4 separate regions of the Mus musculus genome follow, and all the other regions are linked to region 1. Evidence: chromatin contacts called from public HiChIP or PLAC-seq and promoter capture Hi-C data. All regions are on one chromosome and are shown on one strand. Each heading gives the region's core, a stretch centred on a gene start, on an enhancer-like site or on the middle of the called end of the contact. The rest is flanking DNA. Distances are from core to core; before and after follow the strand shown. Region 1 holds the start of Abl2 (v-abl Abelson murine leukemia viral oncogene 2 (arg, Abelson-related gene)). Region 2 holds the start of Qsox1 (quiescin Q6 sulfhydryl oxidase 1). Region 3 holds the start of Cep350 (centrosomal protein 350). Region 4 has its middle 4.6 kb from the start of Gm30568.

Evidence for each region. Promoter capture Hi-C pulls out the DNA fragments that hold promoters and counts their contacts. HiChIP or PLAC-seq counts read pairs in DNA pulled down with a chosen protein or histone mark.
Region 2: a promoter capture Hi-C map of pre-B cells shows a contact between it and region 1, with 2.6 times the contacts expected there. The contact joins the promoter of Qsox1 here to the promoter of Abl2 in region 1. A contact is called at or near these places in 1 of 39 promoter capture datasets (pre-B cells) and 1 of 115 datasets of contacts at active chromatin or transcription factors (extraembryonic endoderm stem cells).
Region 3: a contact with region 1 is called in an H3K4me3 HiChIP or PLAC-seq map of bone marrow-derived macrophages, with 6 times the contacts expected there. The contact joins the promoter of Cep350 here to the promoter of Abl2 in region 1. A contact is called at or near these places in 3 of 39 promoter capture datasets (the HPC-7 cell line, cranial neural crest and hippocampal neurons), 3 of 484 Hi-C or Micro-C datasets (CD4 T cells, erythroblasts and regulatory T cells) and 1 of 115 datasets of contacts at active chromatin or transcription factors (bone marrow-derived macrophages).
Region 4: a FOXA1 HiChIP or PLAC-seq map of pancreatic cancer cells shows a contact between it and region 1. The contact joins the enhancer-like site here to the promoter of Abl2 in region 1. A contact is called at or near these places in 3 of 484 Hi-C or Micro-C datasets (the N1E-115 cell line, embryonic fibroblasts and embryonic stem cells) and 2 of 115 datasets of contacts at active chromatin or transcription factors (embryonic stem cells and pancreatic cancer cells).

The regions. Positions count from the first base shown.
Region 1 is chr1:156,557,379-156,560,383 of GRCm38.p6, forward strand. Abl2 (v-abl Abelson murine leukemia viral oncogene 2 (arg, Abelson-related gene)) reads left to right here and starts at 1,409. Exons shown (of 12, transcript NM_009595.3): 1 at 1,409-1,827. The coding sequence starts at 1,671.
Region 2 is chr1:155,811,502-155,814,506 of GRCm38.p6, forward strand. It overlaps Qsox1 (quiescin Q6 sulfhydryl oxidase 1), which reads right to left and starts at 1,398. Exons shown (of 12, transcript NM_001024945.1): 1 at 1,025-1,398. The coding sequence starts at 1,298.
Region 3 is chr1:155,971,700-155,974,704 of GRCm38.p6, forward strand. It overlaps Cep350 (centrosomal protein 350), which reads right to left and starts at 1,556. Exons shown (of 38, transcript NM_001039184.1): 1 at 1,150-1,556.
Region 4 is chr1:157,084,692-157,087,696 of GRCm38.p6, forward strand. No RefSeq gene overlaps it. Among named protein-coding and RNA genes, the nearest start is that of Gm30568, 4.6 kb to the left of the region's middle. Within about 2 kb of position 1,595, at least 53 of the 459 cell types and tissues checked have an H3K27ac peak or open chromatin away from gene starts, as enhancers often do. A contact at or near this core is called in the N1E-115 cell line and pancreatic cancer cells, where this site is marked.

The DNA.
Region 1 (3,005 bases), core at 159-2,658:
TTTCTGGAGACCCCCTTATCTCTGCCTCCCCCCTTCTTGTGGACCAGCTGGGATCACAGAGCTTGGGCTGGTGCATCTGGCTTTTCTCTATGACCAGTAGCTGCTTGTGTGGGTCCTAGGCAGCAAGTTCAGGTGGTCAGGCTTGCAGTGCAAGTCTTCTTTGTCATTAACCCATCTTTCCCCAGCTCCTAAGGCTCTTTAATAGTGAATATCAAAATCAGCTGGAGTGGGGGGCGGTAGTAGCAAGTGGTAGAGCACTCACCTGGAACTCAAGGTCCTGAGTTTGAGTCTCACCCACATGCACTTGTGATCTTACACCATTCTACAAAAGACATGTATGGGGAATTATATCTATTTTGCTAATTCTTTTCTTCCCCAGGGTGGTTTTCCTTGGTTTAAGCAATGGCTCCAGTCCTCATGGCACATAGGGTGTACATCTATAAAAATAGCTTCTCTTCTGTCCATTTCTCTATTTAGACCCCAGACGGTGAAGATGAGTAAGTTTTGACTCAGAAACAAGGTCAAAGTGATTTATCTTTTCCTTGCCAAAAAGGAGGGCCCAACCTGCACTGAGAGGAAAGCATGTCTGTGAGAAGAGTCGCTTTACTGTCAGGCATTTTATTTATTTATTTATTTTAAAGATTCATTTATTTATTATATGTTAGTACACTGTAGCTGACTTCAGACACTCCAGAAGAAGGCATCAGATTTTGTTACAGATGGTTGTGAGCCACCATGTGGTTGCTGGGATTTGAACTCGGGACCTTTAGGAAGAGCAGTCGGCGCTCTTAATCACTGAGCCATCTCACCAGCGCCCCACCAGGCGTTTTAAAGTAAACAGAAACACATGCGGGTAGGTCGATGGTGGAAGAGTTCAAGAGAAATCCACGGTAGTATGAAGAATTGAGTTCTAACCGCTTTGCCAATAAGACGGCAAAGTGCACATCAAGAAATAATTCACCGAATTAAGTTAACCCCGCACTTGACCATCTCCCCGTGAATTCTGTACCATTCCAAACTTCATTCTGGGCCCAATGCTAAGTGTGTGTGAAGGGCTCCTCAATTGAATGGCAGCGAAGCCCAGGGATCAGGAGCCTCAGCTGTTTGGTGCTGAGCTGCGCGGCGCACGTGGTGGCTTCTCAGCCTCTTCTGATTTGACAGGTGGAGGTGGGACGGGAAAGGCCGGGCGCCCACAGTCCTCCAAGTGGGGCAGTGTGTGGAGCCGAACGTGGGTGAAGGTAGCAGTAAAAGCACTCGAGGGCCCTCGAAAGCTTCGCTGACCCTGTGGGCCCCGGCTTCCACCCAGCGGGGCGCGGCGCGGGGCGGGGCTCCGCCGAGCTCCGCCCACCGAGTAGCGGAGGTGCTTGGGCGAGAGGGGGGCGGGAGACGCTCTGTCCCACGCTCGCCCTGTGCTCGGTGGTTTAAAGATGGCGGCGGCGGCTGGGGCGAGGAGCCGCCGGAGGGGGAGGGAGAAGGAGAGTCTGTGAGTCGCTGGGAGGCAGCGCGGCAGCGGCTCCGAGGAGTCCGCGTGGGAGCCGCCGGCAACTCCGGCCCAGAGGGCCTGGGCTTGGGCCGGAGAGACCGGAGCGGCGCCAGGAGCTCCGGAGGCCGGAGCAGAGGAGGAATGTGAGCAAGGGTCGGCGGGGGCGCGGGAGTACGCGAGCGGCGGGATGGGGCAGCAGGTGGGCCGCGTCGGGGAGGCTCCGGGGCTCCAGCAGCCGCAGCCGCGCGGGATCCGGGGCAGCAGCGCAGCCAGGCCCTCGGGCCGCAGGCGGGACCCGGCGGGGCGTACCGCAGACGCCGGCTTCAACGTCTTCACCCAGCACGGTGAGTGTGTCCGGAGCCGGTGGAGGGCATGAGGGAGGCCGGGGAGGGGTGGGGTGGGGTCGGGGCGAGGTGCGAGGCGGATGGGCAGCCTTCGGGGGGCGAGGGCTGGAGGGGTGCCCGCGAGTGGGGGCGGAATCGGCTGCCATCTGGGCCAGTCACGGGAGGCGAGGCACACCCCTCCCCCCGCCTGGCTGGCAGCGTCTGGGGGCGGCGGCGGCGGCGAGCACGAACCGGGGTCTTAGGGACCCAGGCTTGACTGTCCTGCTATCCTGGGACAGGACGGGGCGACTGTGGAACTGTGGATGGTATCCCCAGGGAGGGAAGGATGAAGGCAGGTATGAGCTCAGGTTCAGGAGGTGGGAGGATAAACCGGTTGTGAACGACGGGAACGAGTCGTGCCCTGAGGAATTGGGAAATAGGTACTGAATCTTTAAGAGATTGTGGTGGCATATTCGGTATGTGCTTTATGAACCAGGCGGTGAGCAGTGTCAGAATGGTGAACTGTGAAACCCTTTTCCGTATCTTTTTACTTTCAACAGAGTATTTTCTCCAAACTAGAAATGAAAGGCTTTGCCAAACCACCCTGTTCTGCCTATCCGAGTAGGACACAGGATTCTGAGATGGCTGGCGGGGCTGTCGATGGGTGGGCATGGTTAGGGCTTCCTTCCATGTGGTCTGAACATGAGTTTTTCTTTGAGCTGCATTGGTGTATACATATGTGCTCCGCATAGTCTGGGACTTACTCGGTGTCATATTCTTCAGAAGGGCTGTTTCTAAACTATTTAAAATTATATTTATTTTGTGTGTATGTGTATGTGCGCACACACCCATGTATGCAGAGGTCAGGAGACAACTTGGGGAGTCATTTCTCCCAGGTATTAAACTCTTTATCAGGCTTGGGGGCAAGTGCCTGAACTCTAGTAAATACAAATTTTGAGCACATACTCTTAATTTGTGTGTCTTTATTAATATAGACAAGGTTATAGTAATTAACAAATAATGTAATCAACGGTCAGAAATAGAGTATAAGAAAGGGTGCCATGAGGAAAATTAAGTATAGAGCCTTGTAAATTAGTGACAGTGTACACAGCTTATGTGAGGCCTGAGTTCAAGCCCCAGTATCGAAGAAGAAGAAGAAGAAGAAGAAGAAGAAGAAGAAGAATGAATGAATATTTTTT
Region 2 (3,005 bases), core at 148-2,647, 750 kb before region 1:
ACAAAGTCAGGAACCAGTCCCCACAACCATGCCACTCCTGCTCCCCACCCCTCCCCTTACCCACCCCCAGCACCCTTGACTTGAGTTAGAAAGATGTGTGTATAGCAGGGAATCTTTAAGCTGTAGAGAGGAAATTCTGTCGTGTCCACAGTACAGAGTCTACTATTTAAGCACTTGGTCTATAATAATTACCATTATTATGTTCCCTCATCTGCAAGTCTTAATTTTTCAATATTTTAACATTCCTATAATACAGCACACTTTAAAAATCCCTATACGTTTGGTGGTTTTCTTATCCTGCTACCCCTTAGGCTGTAATTAAATGAAGAGTGGGTCCCGTAATTGGCATTTTAGAATGGAGGAATAGCCAGACCAGTGACTGGAGCATGGAGCACGGGCCAATCACACACCACAGGCATACATATAGTTTAGTCTCATGGGCTTAAAGGCTAAGGTCTAAGCGAGTCCAGACCCAAGGAGAAGAGAAATAAGAATGTGGCCTGGAAGCTAAGGTGCTAGAGGTAGCAGGTCAAGAGAAGCCTGGACTGGACAGGCAAAGAGGAAAACCACCCGATGAAGACAGACATCTACCTCATAGGTAAGGATGAGAAAGGAAATGTGTATACCAACTATGTAACTTGCCACGGGGGGTGGAGAAAAGTGGTGGGGGCGGTAGAATGAATGCCAACTCTCTATCCAGCACTGTTCCACCTCGACTACTAGGGAAGTTGGCAAGAAGGGATCCCTGGATGAGGAAGGAGGCTGCTACAAAGCTGGATTGGAGAAAGGCTCAGAGAAGAGCACAGGGAACAAGAAAACCCTCTCGAAGGATAGAGACAAAGACTTGTCAGAGGAAGACGCAGGAGCAGAGGACTGAGGGGACGCGGCCAGGGAGAACTTAAAGGCTATGGATTGGGGGAGGGGAGGGACTGCGATGGACCAAGGAAGCCGCGAGGGAGGGGACGAGCTAGCGGGACGGTTGGCAGGACCTGCCGGTGGGTCGGGGAAGGCCTCCACTTCTCACCTTTCACGTCGTTAGCAAGCTCCTTCCACGTCGGGGCGAAGGCGATGCAGTGGCCACACCAGGAGGCGAAGAACTCCACCGCCCAGGCGCTGCTGGAGCCGAGCACAGTGGGACGCACCGAATCAGCATCCAGCAGCGTCAGCGGGTCAGAGGACGAGTAGAGCACTGAGAGCCGGGCCGCGTAAGCGCCGGGCCCCGAGAAGAGCAGAGGCGAGAGCAGCAGCAGTAGTAGCAGCAGCGATGGCGGCCCCGAGAGGCGGCCGCACCTCCTCATCCTAGGCGGCTTGAATGTCCACCTCCTTCAAGTTTGTGACTAGTCAGTATCCGGAGCCTGCCGCGCACCAACAGCCTCCGCCCCGGAGGAGGAGGAGGAGCTAAGAGGCTCCGCCCCGAGGCGGGGCCGACTCCCGGGACCGCCCCTGCGAGCGTGTGAGCTGCCAGAGCCGGGGTCCCGGTGCTGGTGGGCGCTCCGCGGTTCCCATCCCCCGGCGAGCCAGACCTCCGAGCTGGGTCCGGAAACGAGTGCCGCCCGGGACCTCAGGCCGCACTCGAGGTCGTTGAGGGGGCCGGGGCAACGTTTGGCCGCTCTCGGCCCCCGTATCCTACGGAAGCGGAGTCCGTTGGCATAGTCGTTACAGATTTATCTTGTTCCTGGAAAGTTCCAGGGGGCTCCTTCTCGCAGTTTTCACATTGGGAATTCGAAGTAGGTGGGAGAAAAGAGCCAGGAGGTAGGACATTGTGATTGTCAAGGCCCACAGGAGCCAGAAGCACGCACGCCTCCGGAGGCCCCACCGTCTAGGGAGCTATTGCTGGAGGGCTTCCTACGAGGGGACAGGACGCCCTCTCCCACAGTTGGCTGGGCTCTGCTGCCTTGGAGTCAAGGTTTCTTTGGCATTGACATCCCTCCACCCTTTGTTGGGTTGATTCCTTCAGGTTGGACTCCCTCCCCACAGCTCAGATGCTATATTGCCCTCAGCCTACTCAGCCTCATGCTCCTATGTTCTCTCAAGTATCCGGATCAACTAAGCTTGTGTCCACAAGTAAGAAAGTGATAGTGAATTTTCCTATGGCCACCTTTTGTACCTCGGGTGCCTTGTGAGATATCTTGAAGTGAATAGGTCATCCTCAGAATTGTCACACTGGCCTTTTTCTTTTGTATCTCTGGATTAGTTAGCCCTCTCTGTGACCCCTTGGCCTAGCCCTTAAGGTGTGTTACTCCTTTCCTTCATAAGAAACTGAGTAACGTCTCTGTGCCAGTCATGCACCAGATATTAAGAATGAGGTGATAAAAGACTGAGGGGTGTGGAACTTACAATGGGGACAGATGGTATGCAAGTGAATGTAGGTTGACTGATGACAAATATCAAGGGGAGCTATGGTTATAATAGGAGGTGGTCAGGGACAGGGACATCTGATATTTGAAGGGACCGACCGAGTCAGTAATACCGCTGAAGACCAAATACAGGTTTGTAATCTTAAAAAATAACAAACCAAAGGGCATGGTGGGGCATGTCTAAAGCCTCAGATACTCTGTAGGCTGGGATGGAACAATATGAATGCCAGGCCAACTTGGGCTACATAGTGTCTCAAAAATAAAAACAACCAAATTATTATATAAATTTCTTATCCTTTTATCTAGATCTTTCTGATAATCTGAAAACCAGTTTCTTTTTTCTGGAGTTCTTGAATTCCCCCAAGATGTCCAGTAGAGTTTGTTGGCTTTGAGGGTAACTGGTTCCTGCCTTCCTCGTTTCCCTCCTGTTTCCACTCTGTTGTATTCCATTATGGGCACAATTTTAACAGCCTTCTTTGCATATCTGAGCCTCGCACACGCTTCCTAGAAAGAGAGACCTTGGGAAAGGGTCAGAGCAGGCTATGTGTCTAAGTGCTGCCTGTTGCTAGAAAGGCAGCATTTTAGGGTCTCAGGTGTTGGAAGCATAATTTTAAGTCTGTTGGCATATGGGCTGTTTGTTTTTGAGGC
Region 3 (3,005 bases), core at 306-2,805, 590 kb before region 1:
TGAATGCAGTAACAGTTCAGATTTGTTGCATTTAATAGTTTGTCAATTTAGCATACAAAACCTCTTACACTTTCATGGGCTTGCAATAACTTCTAGTACAGGTCTAGGAGTCTCCCAAAGTCACAATCCCAAGTTATTAGCAGCACGCTGCCTTTTTAAAAAGCAGTATTTTAAATTAAGAAAGTTTTTAAATGGAGAGCAGTTTGTAGTATTTCATTATTGCCTCTTCAAAAATTCCCAGGTGCTAATAGTAGGTTGGTCTAGGATGGACTGTCCATTTAAATCTTTAAAATACAAGCGAAGGGAGCAGGTTAACATGGCAACACTAACGACTTCTCCAATTTCAAAACAAGAAACACCAGCAAAACAATTAAGTAGAGTACATGGATACCGACCACTATTCCTAAGGGCCTATTTTTTCCCCCCAAATGAAACATTTGTTACAACATCAAAAAATCCATTTAAAAAAAAATCTATACCTATTTGCAAGTTCCGAACTTGAAAACTAAAACCCTGGCAAATTTCTGCCTGTATCTGTGACATTAACTAAATATGATTTAGCATATTAGTCTGAATTTAAAAGAGGGGGGAGGGGAGGGAAAGTGACAACTTCCAACGTGTAAGGCTTGTTAAATGTCACCCCCTCTCCACCCAATCATGTGTGAATAAGCCGGTGGACTCCATTCAACAACTGCTGCTGGACTGGAGGTGATCAAAGTTTTCCCCATACTGCACTTTGAGAATATTACACCCAGGAAAAGGAACAGAAACTGTTCCTGACACTGGAGCTAGTGCCCCGGAATTTCCCAAAATATGCTCGATCTCCAAACGAAGAAGGGACACTTCGGAGACCAAAGGTGAGAGGTGGCTTAACTCTATGCAGACAAGAGGAGGGGCGAGGGTGCTGAGGGCGACACTGGCAGGTAAGCAAAGAAATCTTGTCTTCCGTGGGCACCAGTAGGTCCGGGAGCCCAGGTCTCAGGATGACCCTCCAGGAAAAGTCTCGGGACCCAAGGAGGGTCCCCGGGGGGGACGTCAGGCAGTGCCAGGGGGGCCCCGCCCCGCCTCTCTGGCCACCTCGGGGACCTGGGACCGCGGACAGAGACATCCGAGGCGGAGCAGGCTCCGCCAGGTCTCCCCGCAGCTCACCTGAGAGTGTCGCCTCCGCCCTCGGCTCCCACGGTGCATCCCGCGGGGCCTGGCGGAGGGTGCAGTGACGCCGCCCCGACCGGCCCCAGGGCTGCCCGGCCTGGCCTCCCCGCTCCGGGGACGCACCGGGTGCCCGCCTCGCCCCGGCTCCCGGGATCCGCCGGGCGGCAGGCAAGGAAGGAGAGGCGCAGAGGCGGCCTTCCTCTGCCCCGCCGCGAGCCCCCTCCCGAGCTGCGGCTCTCCGCAGTCCTCTCAGGCGCAGGTCCGGCCCCGCTCCCCCGCCCCGGGAGTCACTTCGGCAGCGGCGGCCCAGTCGCCATTACAGCTCAACAACTGACACGGAGGAGGAGCGGCGCCGGCGGCAGTGGCGGTGGCGGCGGCGCGAGGCAGGGCGGGAGCAGTCAGGGAGGGAGAGGGCGGGGGGGGGGGGAGAGAGACTCGCCAAACCTCGCGAGAACTGTCCGGAGACGGTTCCGCAGGAATGCAACCCTGGGTGAAGGCCAGCCATGTTGAGTGTGGCCGACGGAGGAGCGCGATCGGACCCGAGGCTAGAGGATGCGGGGAAGCCATCTTTGGTGTGGCGCTTTGGGAGCTCGGCGGGACTCGGGAGGAGCCAGAGTCTATCCGCAGAGGAGACCACCCCCTTCCCTTTGACGCTAATTGGGCCTTCTGGCTGAGCGGGTCACCCCCGAGCCAAAACACGCTGAGGACTTGACAAGGGTGACCCAGGGATCCGGGACCCGGCAGACGATTCAGAAGGAATCGTCACTCTAGGCGGATCGGAGTAACCGCAGCTTTGCGGCTGCTCGCTGCTGTCACTGCGGCCCTCTCATTGGCCAGGGGTTTACAGTTCTGTTCAGCACGCACACTGATGGCTTAAGCTCTTTCCAAAACAAGCAAAAACTACGTTTCCTTTCCCTTCGGTGTTGTGGTTTGAGAAGCCCTCTGGGGTCAACATATTTTCTCTTAGCTTTGTCTTTGTCACCAGCCTCCGCTTGGTGAATTTTATCGTCTGTCAAGACTGTAAAGGACAGCTTTTCTGCGAATAATGCCTGACACCTTCCGCTAGGTGCTCACTGCAGCTAAGCTCTCCACCTTCTGGGCTCCGATAGTTACTTTGCCTCGAAATTATTTCTCATCTAAAGTACCATGGGTGTCTTAAAGTCTCCTTTTTCTATGTATACCCAGTAGGGCCTGGCACAGTAACTACAACACTGTAGATGTTCAATAAATGTTCGCTACCTTGACCATATCAATAAAAGCAGACGACAATAACTGATCCTCCCCATAAGACAGCCGCGCCTCAGCAGGAACTACGTGAATGTACAAAAGTCCTGCACATATGTCAATGTATACACCCTCCCTGAGAACAGCACTTCAGCAAAGAATGAGAGTTGTGGAGATCCCGAGTACGCAAGCAGTAGCAAGAAAAAGATTTGAAAGGTGGAACTGCGGCAGGGAAATGGATTAGCAGGTAAAGGGAATTGCCACCACGCCTGGCGATCTTAGTTTGATCCCCGGACCCAGAATGGTGGACCAAGAGAGCAGATTCCTCTAAGGTGTCCTCTGATCTGCATTGCGTGCAGGTGCATGAGAAGACATGTATGATTACATACATACATACATACATACATGTAATAAAAAGAAAAGTGAAATTTACCTTTTCTCCAGCCTAGTTATTTTAAAGAACGTATCCAATCCCCTTATTGAGTTATGATTACTTTTTAATAGTGGGTTCTGAAACACTATCTGCCCAATATTATAGCACCAATCAATGGGAAATAATCTCCTTTACTCTAAAGCTAACATAGTTTCCCACCTCCTACGTTACCTCGTGATCAACAGAAAGGCAATGA
Region 4 (3,005 bases), core at 345-2,844, 530 kb after region 1:
ATGGTCCGGTCTGATTCTGGTGGTCTTCATGTACTTCCCACCTGAAGACTCTCTAGGAAAGTCCCAGCCCCCATCTCAGCCCACCCCTCAGCACTGAGACAGGACTTTGCAAGCAGGACCTCTGACTCCAGGAGAATGCTGTGTGGGCAGTCGGACTGCCCAGGATTATCTGTTTGCAGCACAAAACGCTGGCCGGGGGGGGGGGGGGGGGGGGGGGGGGGGGTGGGGGTGGGGCGCTCTCAGTGGGGGTCCCCAGAGAGCCAGGCCTGTAAGCTGTCACAGCAAGGCAATTCTTCCCAGCTCAGCGGTTTTCCAGAGTCAGGCCTGATGGCTCATCCTTTTCCTTGGGTTGACCTCTCTCTGGTCTCACCCAAGTGCACACACAGAGCTGCACAGAACCTGCTGACACACCCTTCAAATCTGTTTAGAGAGTTAGCTCTGGGCTGCTCAGAGATCTCCCCAGAAAGCTGTTCTGTCTAAGACAGGGGTTGCTAACCTGTGGGTCGTGACCCCTTGGTAAGGGGAAGGTCAAATGACCCTTTCACATCAGGTCGCCTAAGACCATCAGAAAGCACCGATATTTACATAACGATTCATAACAGTAGCAAAATTACAATCATGAAGTAGCAACATAAATAATGTGGTCGGGATCATTACAACTTGGGGAACTGTATTGAAGGACCACAGCATTAGGAAGGCTGAGAACCAGTGTGCTAAGAGGACAAGAGCCCACTGGCAGGTGCCCCCAACACATCCTCAGCACAAGCAGCCCGGTGCCACTTCCCTTTAGCCCACTGTCTGGGAATTTATCAAGGAGACTAATCAGGCTTTTAACTTGCACATCTTCCTGGTAGGGCTGCAGTGTGGAGCGTCAGGAGCTGAGAAGAGCCCTGGGTGTGCAGGGGTGCAGACAGGGAGGGGTGCTGTGAGAGAAGCCGAGAGTGTGGCTTCTATGCCAGCCAGCCAGCCAGGCTACACGTGCTGAATTTTGGAGTAGATCTGCAGACGTGAGCCCCAAGTTAGGGTCTAGTAGGGCAAATGGGAGGTTGACAAAACTGGACTTTGTCTAGCACTTTATGTATATAAGAGACGAATTAAAATACGATTGCTCTTCCTGTCCCCAACTCTTGTGTATCTTCTTTCTTCCTTTTCTCTCCACACTTTCTCTTCTCCACCGTTCCATATAACCTTTATTTGATTCTAGAAGTTAAAATAAAAAATAGTGCTCTTTTCTCCCCCATTTAAATATTTAAAAGGTTTTAAGAGGTCAGCCTTAGCACCTAGCCACAGTAACCCGATTTTCTGAGGACATGCTCTGTAGCCCTGGGCCTGGCTCACACACTCACTCAGCCAACGCTGGTGAAGTGTACGAAAGGTTGGATGACAATCTCTTTACTGTAGATTCATGTACTGGCTTTGTCTGGGACTAATCTCTCTGAGAATGAACACTAGTAAACACACGAGTCTGTATCATCAGGCGCCCGGAGATCCACAAAATCCCAAGGTGGTACCCAGGGTCTAGACTCCTAGTTTGTCTAGTCCCCGTTGCATCCTGGCTGCTTTGGCTTCTGGGAAGTTCAGTGGGCAGAGACTAATGGGGCTGTGGCGCCCTCTGCTGGCGCGTTTTCATGACTGCTCTCCCCACCCCTCTTCCCTTCCCGCCTGGGAATACAAGGTCTTTGTTTTGTATTGGATTTAGGAAAAGGTTCCGGTCTCACTCTAAGCCCTTTTCTCTGTCAAGGTCAAATCTGAGAGTGTTTTATGCTAATAAAACTGAGCGCCAGAGGGAGCGTCTAGGTACCAATAACCCCAATGAAAGGAGGGTCGACAGCCTCTCCGGTCTGTCCGGGGTGGGGGTGGGGGTGGGGCCTCAAATAGAAACGACTTCTACTCCAGGTCTGCTCTGTCGTCCCTTAAGAAAAGCAAGAGATGTTTCTCCCCGCTAGAAGAAACAACTCCGAGACGGTTCTTGCACAGAAGCAGGGCTGCACTTTCACTAACACATCACTTCGGTTCTCCCCTGAGGCTTGAGGAACAGCTGGACAGAAAGCCAAAGGATTCTGTCAGGGCTAAGCCTCCCCTCCCCCGGGAGCAGGTATTAGATTGTCCTGAAGGGCACTGGGCACAGCGGCTAAGCCGGAGACCCCATCCACACAGCAGACTTGAACTTTGGAGCCACCAAGCAGGGCTTCTTAGAGTGTATGTCCAGGGCAGGTTCCCACTCTGTAGGTCAGAGCCAGCGAAGTGCCTTTCTGACAAGTGCTCAGACAGCGATGATGCCAGCAGTCCTAGGCTTCCCTGTGAGAAGCAAGTGCAAAGAGGAAACTGCCAACCAATGCGAGCCCTGTTCAAATCCCAGCTCAGCCGCCTGCGACATGACCTTGGAAGGAATTACTTTCACCCGTCTCTTGGCTTGTTTTGTTCTGTATAAAGTGGTACAACCCTTTGAATGACTTCACAGAATGCGAAAAGATTCCATGTTTTTTTTTTTAAATAATAAAATGAAGCAATGCCAGTTGTCACGTGTACTCAGCCTGTCTGCCTGCCACACTATTGATACATTGTGTTTGCCTTCCCACCTGGTAACTGTCATGGTCACCCAAGTCTAGGGGAGACAAGAGCAACTTTGCTGTTAAATAACTTGCCCTCTAGAGAAGACAGACCCGAGTCACAGAGGCTGTGCTATCTGCAGAGCTGGTGACAAGTCTGCTTCCAGGGCTAGGCAGACCAAGGAAGGCAAGGAATGCTGGGAGTGAGAACTAGTATTTACATACAATAAATAAGGCAATTTCCAGTGAGGGGGCCGTGGGGACAGCGGAGGAGCAAGAAGAGCCCTGAAACAAGAGTGGACATAATACATTTGAAGAAATGCTAAGAGAACAGTGTGGCTAGATCCAGAGAGTGAGGCGACAGTAACACGGGGCTGGGAGTGGTGAAGATGGAGACGGATGAGCCCGGGTGGTGTGGGTGCGTGTTTTTAACCTCAGCACTCTGGAGGCAGAGGC